2 separate regions of the Mus musculus genome follow, and region 1 is linked to region 2. Evidence: chromatin contacts called from public promoter capture Hi-C data. All regions are on one chromosome and are shown on one strand. The core of a region is the stretch at or near the end of the contact, and the rest is flanking DNA. Distances in the headings are between cores, read along the strand shown. Region 1 holds the start of H4c8 (H4 clustered histone 8). Region 2 holds the start of H4c12 (H4 clustered histone 12).

The links. Capture Hi-C pulls out chosen DNA fragments and counts their contacts.
Region 1: a promoter capture Hi-C map of adipose tissue shows a contact between it and region 2, with 13 times the contacts expected there. The contact joins the promoter of H4c8 here to the promoter of H4c12 in region 2. A contact is called at or near these places in 8 of 39 promoter capture datasets (the HPC-7 cell line, cranial neural crest, erythroid cells and 5 more), 7 of 484 Hi-C or Micro-C datasets (B cells, cerebellum, cerebral cortex and 3 more), 21 of 115 datasets of contacts at active chromatin or transcription factors (CD8 T cells, the NIH/3T3 cell line, the SCID.adh cell line and 14 more) and 4 of 9 other capture datasets (adipose tissue, liver, macrophages and 1 more).

The regions. Positions count from the first base shown.
Region 1 is chr13:23,527,005-23,533,201 of GRCm38.p6, reverse strand. It overlaps H4c8 (H4 clustered histone 8), which reads right to left and starts at 2,158. Exons shown (of 1, transcript NM_153173.4): 1 at 1,724-2,158. The coding sequence starts at 2,087. The coding sequence ends at 1,776. It overlaps Gm11335 (predicted gene 11335), which reads left to right and starts at 2,274. Exons shown (of 2, transcript NR_167693.1): 1 at 2,274-2,525; 2 at 5,379-6,197. It overlaps n-TMcat9 (a tRNA gene), which reads left to right and starts at 2,783; the gene lies at 2,783-2,854.
Region 2 is chr13:21,747,116-21,753,068 of GRCm38.p6, reverse strand. H4c12 (H4 clustered histone 12) reads left to right here and starts at 2,516. Exons shown (of 1, transcript NM_178211.2): 1 at 2,516-2,924. The coding sequence starts at 2,564. The coding sequence ends at 2,875.

The DNA of each region.
Region 1 (6,197 bases), core at 909-3,408, 1.8 Mb before region 2:
TTAAAGGTAGACCTTAAACCTGCAAAACCATACACAGAACCTATTTTTCATAGCCCAGACCACTGATCCAAACCAATGTCCTCCGCAAACTGAATAGTTGTAGAAGCCTCCTTACTACTTTTCCTTGACACTAGTTTTCATCAAACATCTATATTCATTGTTTTGACATTTAACTCAGGTCTTGCCTGTTCTCAGCTCAAACCCCTACCGTAGTTCCCACCTCAATGAGAGCAAACTCCAACAAAATGAACAAGGAACCCTTCACTCACTCATTAAGAGCACTGGCTGCTTTTCCAGAGCACCTGAGGCCCATCCCAGCACATACATAGTGGCTCACTACTGCCTTAAACCCCAGTTTCAGGGGATCTAGCACCCTCTTCTAGCCTTCTTGGGCACATGGTGCACAAACACCCATATACATTTAAATTATTCATACTTATAAATTCCAGAACTCAGAACAGTTGCTGACACATGTTGTGTTCAGATTACTCTTTTCAAGCCTCAGATTATTTTCTTCTTCAAACAACTTCTTAACCTCCATTAGTATATGATACTTTTCGCTTACCCACAGAAACCCTAATCTTTAAAAGTAAAGATGAGAAACAGGAGGTGCTGGGGTAGGTCTTTAATCCCAGCACTCGGGAGGCAGAGGCAAGGGTATATCTGGAGTTCGAGGCCAGCCGGGTCCACAGAGTTCAAGGGCATCTAGTGCTACCCAGAGAAACACGGTCTCAAAAAAGAAAAAGAAAAAAAAGTGGTGGTGGTATCATGATGACGATGACGAGAAACAGTCAGAAGGCTGAACAATGAGGAAAAGTATTTCTGCAAAACCTGTTAAGCTGAGTTGGATCCCTCGGTGGAAGGAGACCCAAAATCCTGTAAACTGTTCATTCACCTAGTAACACACACAAAGTGTTAAATAAACATCACATTAACACCCTGAATTTCTGTGATTTCATAGTATAATCATACAAGTAGATTGCTGGCCATGAAGAAAAGCATCTTTTCTGTCGAGTTTTTCTTTTGACTTTTGGGGGGTTTCTTTGTTTTCGTTTTGTTTTGTTTTTGGAGACATTTAGCCCCAAACTTTCGGTGTACAGTACTCTAAAATCTTATCACTCTTGGCTGAAACCAAATTCCTGAAGATACACTTAGACCACATCGAAAATATCAAAACTGCCTATACTGACTTAGATTTTATTAAAACATCCATCACGAATGCACTCCTACATGTTAACAATCGGGACGTTCCCATAAAGTTGCATATTAGAACTACCAGTTTTTTAATACTTTATCTAATGCCCAACCTTAATGAAACATTCCTTTTTTAGTAAACACCTCTCCACCGTGAGTGCCAGAAAAGCCCACACTGCATGGGTCTCCAGGACACGCCGGATTTCCGCAGTCTGCGCAGACGCTCCAAAGCACAGAAACAGCCAACCACCGTCGGTGCTGTGCACTCAGGCCCGCCCCACGCTCTAGTCCCAAACTGCGCAGCCGCTAGCTCTCGCGCTTTGTCCTTGCAACCTGCACCATATAAACAAAAAACTTTATACTTCCTACTTCAATAAATGCACGCTGCCCGAATATAATTTAAGAATTTGCCAACCTGGATTGTAAATACCTGAATAGTGAGTCGATTAACGTACTTACACAACGCTGCTAACGTTGCACAATCATTTCAAAACGTAAAACACATGTTCGCTCTTTTAATAAGAAAATGTGGGCGGCCCTGAAAAGGGCCTTTGGTTTTGTAGGTCAGAAGCAAGATTCGCTTAACCGCCGAATCCGTAGAGGGTGCGGCCCTGGCGCTTGAGCGCGTAGACCACGTCCATGGCGGTGACGGTCTTGCGCTTGGCGTGCTCCGTGTAGGTGACGGCGTCGCGGATCACGTTCTCCAGGAACACCTTCAGCACACCGCGGGTCTCCTCGTAGATGAGGCCGGAGATGCGCTTCACTCCCCCGCGCCGGGCCAGGCGGCGGATGGCGGGCTTCGTGATGCCCTGGATGTTGTCACGCAGCACTTTGCGGTGGCGCTTGGCGCCGCCTTTGCCAAGACCTTTACCGCCCTTGCCACGACCAGACATGGTGTACTTGCTGAAGAAAAAACCTCAACAGAGTGGAAGGCACAGGCACATTACTTATATGCAGTGTTTTCGGACCTGATTGAAGACTGAAACCCCCTGCAATGGCCCCGCCCCTGGCATGGGCAATGCCTAGTGACGTCACCAACGTTCGTTGTACTCGCTCCTTGAGCTGGGTCCTTTGTCCCCATTCCGGACTTCCCGGCCATTTTAACGAGTTCAGACTAAACAGTTTCTTTAGCAATACATATTTGTCACTTGTAACAAATTTAGAAAGACAGGAGATCTTTGGTGAGCCAAGCGATCACAAATACTGATGTGGAGGTCTCGCTTCCCATGTTTTTATTTTCGGCTGTAAAGGACTAAACACTGGAGAAAATAGCACCATTTCTTCCACTATCTCGACTTAAGGACAAACCTGATCCCAAACTCTTCGCGCAGGTAAATGCGTGGTTGGTCACTAAGACGCGCTGTATTGTTTTCTCCTTTGTCGAATTACTTACTAGTATGTTAATGTTTACTGATCTAGTCCAAATTTTGCTTTCTCTTTGACTCATTAGCGACATTATTCCCAACAAATATTAGCCTTTAGGTAGACAAAAATTAGAAGGTGCCTTCCTGCAGGCCTTTGTATGAAGTAGAGAAACACCAACTGCAAATAAAGTTAAGTATAATATTTTGAAAGGCTCTCTTTAAGTAGCAGAGTGGCGCAGCGGAAGCGTGCTGGGCCCATAACCCAGAGGTCGATGGATCGAAACCATCCTCTGCTATCTGGACTTTTTTTTTTCTTTTTTCCCTCCTCCTAAAGTTAAGTTCGTGAGGTAAATCGATCTCTGCAAAACGGAACTGGAACTTTTACATGGACGCTCAAGTGGTAACTCATGTGTTCTCTTGGTAATAAGTCAGATTTATTTTGCCCAATAAAACCTAAAATCACTACACGAAGGTGAATACAAGTGTAAGAGTGGAGGAACAGAGCTCAGTTTCTTCTATACATAATTCATAAAGCCTTATTTTTCAAGGGTCTGGTGGTAGGAATACATTCATTGATCAGTCCCTATAGATATTCTTTGCAATTACTAGAGTCTTAATCTTGACAACAATAGGTAGTGTTTTGAGAAAAGTGTGTGTAGTTAAGGGAGGATGTGGGGGTCTTCAGTTGAAGTCTGACTGAGAAAACCACTTCTGCTACCGACATTAGTCTCCACTTTCACAAAGATAAATCTTTGCTAAGCTATTGCTATTCTCTACGCTTATTTTTCAAGTTTTGTACTCACTGTCTTTTTTTATTTCTCTCACAGTAAAGATTCCTGTTCAAATTTTATATGTCACACTGTCCTAGAAGTTAAAACACAAAAAAAACATAGTAAGTAGTCTAGAATCAGTACAGATATTTTGGGTTACTTTGTTTTGAGTGACCTTGAAATGCTCCTCTTGCCTCTGCCAACAAGCTGTACTGTGTCTTCTTAAAATAGTTTTTCACTGGATCAGAAAACAGAAATCCAAAGGCCTCTCTCCTGTTAGGCTGTAGAGATGGAAGACTTTATTTCTTCTCAGAGGGGGTTAAAGGTAAAGATCAGCCTTTTTTTTTTTTTTTTTTTTTTTTGCTTCAAACCAAAAAAAAAAAAAAAAAAGTGAAAATTTTTTTTAAGAACTACTTTATGAGCTGCAAGAATAAAATTGATCTCAGCCCCATAACTACCCACCAGTTCAGTGACTTGGGGAAGTCCTTCCGTAACTACATGCGTGTGTAGTTAGGATTACAGGAAAGACTACAATACAGGAAAAGACTGTCACGAAGGAGAAGACTGGAGAAGGCTCTCTTGTCCTCTCCTCCATGGTGTCAGACATCCATCACTCCAGCTGAAAGCCACAGGAGTGTGCATCAGCTATGGCAGTCTAGTACTGTCTGTTCAACAGGAGTTCGAATAGTTCCAGGGAACTGGTTGCCTGGTGACCACATGCTTACTGGTCATAAATTAAATGCTACATTAAGTACACTGCCAGCATGGGTCACAGTCACTCCCTGCTTCAGGGATGGAGAATAAAATTACTACCCAGGAGCTATGAGGACATTCCCGAATTGTCATTTTCAGTGTATGGCTAAGGGTCATTACCATGGCCCTTACCCACAGAACTGAACATTAAATAGAGAAGTTCTGCTCCCATAGCCTTGCCCCAGTGTTATGGAGTGTGCAGCCACTGGGGAAAGACCATACAGTCAATCTGATTATAATTACAAAGTGCAATACATACAATCTCTGAGCTAACTGTGAGATTGCCATGAAGGAAGGCTATGGGAAGAGGAGTTTCAAGGGGGAAAATAACAAGACCTTTAATATCTATACAAGCAAGCAAAAGCTGTTCTGTTCTGCCAAGTCAAGTGGTTAAGCCAACTCAATGCCATCTTTGGGTATCTGTGTAAGCCAGTTACAGAAGCAAAAATAATAATAATAGTTAGTCATATAGTAACAAACAGTCACACGGGGCTCTTCAGTTTTAGAACAGGTCACTGAGACTTATCTTCCAGGCAAACAGCTAGAGGGATGCCTAGCATAAAATAGTTTCTTTAGCCATCACACTGGCATTTATAGACCAGGCAAAGGAATGGATTTTGCCAAGAAACTTGGGTAAGTGATTGCTAGACAGCCAAGAAAAGCATTCTAAGCAAAAGAAATAAACGGAGGTCCACATGAGAGCTAAAACACTCCTAACTACAAAGATTCAGTGTGAGAGAGCAGGAACGAGAGGAAGGCAGCTCCGAAAAGAGAAGGGGTTGCATGCAGACCATCTCTTCATCTGATGGAAATGTCACCAAACGGTAGAACACAAGATACCTAATGTAGGCTCTATGGGATTGTTTCAATGTGCATGTTTGGAGCTATCTATATTAAACTATGCAAGAGTGACCATCTTAAAATGTCATCTCTACATAAATATTTCATACACAGACTTAGCTGAACATCTTAAACACACACACACACACTTCAGCCGCCCAAATGTTCCTCCATCCCACTCAACAAGAACTATGGGGATGGCTGTTTGCTCGTTTTGCTGTTCTTTTTTTTTTAAATGTAATTATATCTTTTCCTCCTCCCTCCTCGCCCTCTAACTCTTCCTGTACACACCTTCTCAATCCCTATGAAATCCATGACCTCTATTGATAATAATACAAATATATAAAATAAAAATAATTACAAATATATGCATGTACATAAATGCAACCTGCGAAGTCCATTTAGTTAACAGTTGGTTTTGTTTTGTTTTGTTGTTTTTGTTTTTTTGCAACAGCAGAAATAAAAGTCAATCAACAATTCTCACCAGCTGTGCCACCATGTCCCATGGTGGGGAAGCCACACAGGTCATCTGAGCATCCAAGCTGCTTTTCAAGAAATCTCCAATTCCAGGAAGAATGAGAACATCATTCTGTTGTGGGGTGCTCATCAGAGAAGACTTCTCGGACATGGGTTTTAGCCAATAGAAAATCTTTCTTAGCTGACCAATGACTGACTACACTGTGTGTTCCAGATCACGGTGTAGCACTGAGCCTTTCTCAGGGTTGAGCCTTTAAGCACAAAAATCATAGCCCAGGTTGACATACTTCAGTTATCAAGAACAGTTAGCCAGAAGCAGAACACCGAAGCCAGAAAACAAGGGTGGTACTTCTAGGGACTCTCCCAGAACTATGGACTTTGATGAATTGAGTTTTTGTTTTAGTTTTGGCAGGTAGTGCCACCTACTACATACAGCCTGAATGGCATTCAATTAGGGAGTCAGCTGTGCTAAGGTCTCAGGGCCTGTTACATTCCAAAGTTGCAGAACTAAAGAATGTGTCTGTGAGAACAAAGCTCACCTGGTAGATGATTGTGGAATTCCAGAACAAACGTGTGTAAAGAATTCATGTTTCTATTTCATTCTTCCTATTTTCCAGATGTTATTCTACTGACAGGAAAGAAAGGCTATGTGAAAGGCCCCTTTCTGAGCCCTAGTAATTGCTTGTTAGTAATCATGAAAGCATCATGAGTTCATGAATGTTTCTTCTTTAAAATTATTATAATACCATTTGTATTCATAAATTAAGTGTAAAACATGATAATAGTCAAAAGTATTCAT
Region 2 (5,953 bases), core at 1,267-3,766:
TTATAAAATTTGGGAATCTGTTCAGCTTTATACCCCCTTTCAACCTTTTCTGTTACATTGCAGAAGATTTTTTTTTTTTGTAAACACCTTATAACTTACATGCAAGATAAAGGTTACCGTGGTTGCACAAACTTTTAAGGAGGCTGAGGTTAAAGAAAATGTTAAAAACAAACAAACAAAAAAACCCTCTGCTGCCAACAGACTTGCCGAAGAAATGCCGAAGATATACAATTCAGTATATTTCTATTTATTCTGAGTCAGTAGAAGAAATTAGCAGAAAAGGAACTCTAGAAAGGAAGGTTGAAGATTGATGTAGTAAATCTATTACTAGAGTTATGTTATCTGAAAACAATTTGGAGTATATATGGACAGCAGTTACCATGAAAAAGTCATTTAGGGGGCTGGAGGAGTGGCCAAGTGGTCAAGGATGATTGCTGATCCTGTAAGAGTTCTCTAGTTTAATTCCTAGCTAACATCAGGTTTAGGGTTGCGGCAGAGAGAAGCTAGAATTGCAGGTCTCAGTCTCCCTGTCATCTCACAGGTCGAGTACCCACTGCCTGTTATATCCTGTGCCAAACTCCACTTACACACACGGACTGAACCAAACACACATCATTCTTGGACATGTGGAGCTTGATGGAAGCCAGGATCCACCAACAATCAAAAACCTTATACATCCTGTTGGACCTCCCAGCCTGCTTGGTGTCCTATAGTCAAATCTTCAAGTTCCACAGTATTCAAATGACAAATTTGAAACAGAGGAATAAGAAACCCTTCCTTTGTCACTTTTTATTGTTAATTGTCTTTTTCTCATGAGACTTCCTCATAGAAAGCAGAGACATGGGAGCACCTCCAGAACACCTGGAGAAAAGTCCCAGCATACGGGTTCAAGCCAAACTCATCATTTTATCTGGGTTCCTAAAATAGCCATTGGCTTTCTTTCAGGATTCACAGGCACTGAAGCCAGTCTTCAGTGTAGTCCTTGTTTTCTCTACTGAGCGGAGATGACAGGCTCTTAACTGTGCCTCTTCACAGCTCTCTGGTACAGCCCTAATACTCTTCATGGTTTATCCTTTCCCACCTTTCTGACTTTGACTTGCGTCATCATCCCTGCATAGTTGAAACACACACACACACACACACACACACACACACACACACACACACACACACACACAGAGACAGATAGAAAAACAAAACCAAAAAATCCACTCACCTCTCACCTGAAAGGGAATAAGAAACAGTGTATACTAGAGGTTTCTCCAAATTTCATGTTCCAACATGGAAGGAGTCTTATGAAGTTATAAAACAAAGTAAAGATAGGTTTAAACATATTGGAGAGATGTGCAGCAATGTGGGAGAAACTTTTCTACAGATCCCAGATACTATCTGATGACTTTCTTGCCTTTTGGATTGGTGGAAACTACTGATCTGCTATGTTGAGGTTACAAATGAGGTTTTTATCTATTAGTCACAAACTGTTAGACATAGAGGACCACATTCAGAGCATAAAGTGTGACCAAGAAGACAACCAGCATTAGAACCTGTGACACTCCAATTTCACTGTTTTCATACCTCTCATATATGTAGTTCCTGTCAATCAACCAGTTTTTGTAAATATAGTTTTTCCATCAATTTTCTTGACAGATCCTAATTTAGTAGATGTGGGGGAAAAGTTTCAGGAGATTAAAAAAAAGTGTTTTTCATTATACTTGTACTGTACAGAGAGTATTAGTACAGAGCATAGTAGTCACAGATGAACCCCTGTCTTCAAATATTTTGTTCAGACTTCACAAACCCACTTGGATATTTTCTTGAAAATATTAGTGAAAGTCAATTAAATAAAAAAAATCTTTGAGAAATGAGGTTGGCAATAAGAGCGATGAAATGTCAATATAGATAAGCTTAAATTTAATATGGTCACAATAGAAATATCAGAAGTGACCGTAAGTATAGTGATGAAAAATTCACTTAACGGTGAAAAATGACTTTAAACTTAAAATGATTCACCAAGCGATGCAGATGAGTAATACCGATTGGTGCTTTTATGAAAAGTTCTCAAGAGAATAATACAGGTATTATGAGGCTTTTTGTAAGTTTGAACTAAAAAAACCCAAAAAACCAAAAACAAAAAACATTTGAAATGTGGTTACAATAGAGAAGGAACACAAGGTAATTCAGAGCACGGTTTGCACGTTGGAAAGTGTGTACTGAGCACCAAAGCGCCTTAGCAGCCGCCTGCAGTGTCCTCTCTGGACGGGGTTACGGGTTGTTAAGGGGCCGCTTGGCTTTCTGTATTTTGTACAGTCAGTGTACTGATTGTGCGCTCGATTCTCCAAACTCTTAAAAGGGCGTGAGGAGCTAGTTCCCTCAGAAAGCTCGGACAGGGAAACAAAAGGCGCCCTTTTTCTTTTTGGTAAGTCTTCCCCTCCCCCACAGCTGCGGGCGCAACTTCCCGCCTCTTCCCTGCAGGTTCTCATTTCGGTCCGCCCGCCGCAGTATAAAAAGGCGGCGCTCAGGCTCCCTGTCAGCATCTCTGTTCTGAGCTGTCCTGAGTGCAGTCATGTCTGGCAGAGGTAAGGGCGGGAAAGGGCTCGGTAAAGGTGGCGCCAAGCGCCACCGCAAAGTGCTGCGCGATAACATCCAGGGCATCACCAAGCCCGCCATCCGCCGCCTGGCCCGGCGCGGGGGAGTGAAGCGCATCTCCGGCCTCATCTACGAGGAGACCCGCGGTGTGCTGAAGGTGTTCCTGGAGAACGTGATCCGCGACGCCGTCACCTACACGGAGCACGCCAAGCGCAAGACCGTCACCGCCATGGACGTGGTCTACGCGCTCAAGCGCCAGGGCCGCACCCTCTACGGATTCGGAGGCTAAGTCTTTGTCTTTTATTTCTGCTACAAAAGGCCCTTTTCAGGGCCACCCACTTAATTCTTTGAAGCGCTGTACTCATGTCAGAAGGGTTAGAAAGTCCTCATGACCAAGAATACAAGTAATGTCTCTGACATGGGTGACCTACTTTGTAATGGTCAGCTTTCACATTTTTGTGTAAAGTGAACTAATTGGTGTATCAGAGAGTTTTAACACGTCAATTAGTAAATGCCATTTTCCTGGCTTTGTGCTTAAGACATGATCTTTTCTGTGATCTCACTTATCGGTATAATTGACAGTATTACATCACACACACACACACACACACACACACCAGCTGGTTCTCTAGCTCTCTAGTACAGATATGCCATAGAGGGGGGGGGGGGGCTTTTGAGTTTTAGGAGTAGTGCTGGAGATTGAATTCATTCTGTAGATACAACATTACCAGCATCCCATAACCTTCTGTTTGCCATTGCTGGCCTCAAACCTGTGATCTTTCTGCCTCTGCCTCAGAAGTAGCCAGTATTGCTCCCAGATCATGCTTCAGAGCTGATTGTTTTTCCCTCCCAGCAACTCTGATTTCAGAGTCGCTGAGTGGTTTTGCCCAAACTATGACTTATTAGAACTTCCTGTGGGTTGCTGGTCTTTCAGGCAACATTGAAACCCCAATGTTTGACAATGTCTTTTCATTGTCCGCATTTGGTGAGTTCTAACACATCATTTGCCTGTAGAACTTTTAAGTCACAAACTATTTCTTTCCACACTCCTTTGGAGATCCCATCCACTGGGTCATTAAATAGTATCTGTTCCTTAATGACTTCTAATTTTATATTTGTAGCTTAAGTTTTCTTATTTAGCTTCTGAATGTTTAGTAGCCTAAGGCTAATAAATACAACACAGTGTCCTAACAGGACACTGCAACCAGTATCCTTTCTCTTTTACATGAAAATGAAAGCACAATTAAGCACCAACAAAACAGCTCAACCACTGAGGGATATCTTATTCTCCATAACAATATATAACCACCCAAATGCACCACAAAGCAAGCACTTCAATGGTGTACAGCAACTTGGATAAAATTTATATGCAAATATAGTTTATTAAATTTATTATGGCTGGAGTAGTGGCTCAAAGGTTAAGAGCAATTGATATTCTTTAGGATAAGAGTTCACTTCCTGGTACCCACTATGAGCAACTCATAACTCACTAACTCCAACTAAAGAATATCTGATTCCCTCATCTGACTTCTACATCATCGATGTCCACATCACTCTTTTTCTTAAATAAATAATACAAAATTTGAATCAATTTAAATGCAAATCCTACTGCAAAGAAAAAGAAGTGGAGCAAGATTTTATTTATTAATTTTTTGTTTTGTTTTTTGTTTTTGTTTTCTTTATCTTTTTGAGATACCCCCAGCTGGCCTTGAATTCCTGACTTAGTTTTCTGATTTAATCTTTGGAGTGCCAGAATTACAACATATAACATCTCTGGCTTATTTTTCTTACTGCTGCATCAGGCTTCTTCATTGGTTATGAAGACAAGTGTCCCAGTTTGGACAAAGTGGAAAGTAGCTGGACCAATGACTCCAGTAAGCAGAAAAATTGGCCTGGACTGTCGTGGCTCAACCTAAACTCCTTGAATACTCTGACGTTTTATTGGTAGTTTTGCAACTAAATGCGCCTAGTTCTAGAATGAATAGCACCATTAAATGGCTGGACTTAGGCATTTCATATACGAAATATATTTAGGATATCATGAATTTTAGCATTCAGGTATTTTATGTTTAAATAGTACATCACATATACCATCAGTCTCTTGGATCTTTATCCCTTTATGTGCATTAACACAACAGCACAGTTTGCTCCATATCTATATCAAACACACTTTAGGATCTTGTTTTACCTATCATGTCTGTAATTTCAAATATACCAGAAAGTTACATTTATAATGCAAGGATAACAAGACCATGAATTTCTCTAAGTATGGTTCACCTCTGGAAAAGATGCTTAATGATATGGTATAAAAAATCTAATGTTTACTTCTGCTGTATTTCAATGATAAAGTTATCAAAAGTTAAAGTTAAAGAACATAAAAGAACATACTTTTTTTAAAATATAAAAAAATAAAAAATTTTAAAATAACTTTATACTTGTGAAATGGAACTTAATAGAATATTTTGTAGAAAATCTGCTCACTCTTTTGTGTTGTTTTATGAACAGGGATGAAAATATGAATCCCATTTTCTACAAAGCTATTATACTTAAGTATTTGTGCTAATATTGTTAGATGTGTAATCGAATATTTTTGTAAAGTTTCAGAAGATAGTTTGCAAAAGCAACAGAGTGTGCCAGATAACAACACATCTGTGGATAGAAGAGCACAGTGGATTTGGCACATTCAGTCCAAAATAATTGTTGCTGTGTTATCTTGAATGAAAAACTGGGCTTTGGTTACGGCATAGAAAATCTAAAACCAGTCCAGGGGCTGTGTGGCAAGTGTCTTTCTTAGGCATTGCCTCCCTCAGGATGAACTCGAGTGTTTCGAGTATCAGACCCTCAGCCTGTTTGTTTCAGTCCCAGGTCTCTGGCATTGCAGATCTTTGTTGTGCATGACCTTCAGAGACAGACAGCTCATTGGAACTCTTCCAAAACCTGGGCCTACCCTCAGCATCTGTACCTCTCCTACCCTGTAACCTACCTACTGTCTGAAGTCTTTGGCCGCATCGTCATGCTGCTGCATTCAAGTTCTGATGCCTCTGGAAAAACTGGTTGTCAGTCTGAACTTTGTGTCATGGTTCTTTGACAAGTGTATGGAAAGGAAGAACTGTTTGTTTTTGACAAAATAGAATATGCCTTGCAAGAAATTACATCAATATGAGGAAGGGTAATGTTGTGTACTAGATATTACAGGATCAAAATTATGGATAGTGTTAAAATCAAAGAGGCTTCTAGTACATCCCCAGACGAGTTGGCTATGACTGCAGTCAAATAATCATAACATACATAAGGACAAAACCAGTCTGTTGGCATTTTTGTGTTTCACTTTTGTAATAAGGAATATAAAATGTTTTATCTTAAAACA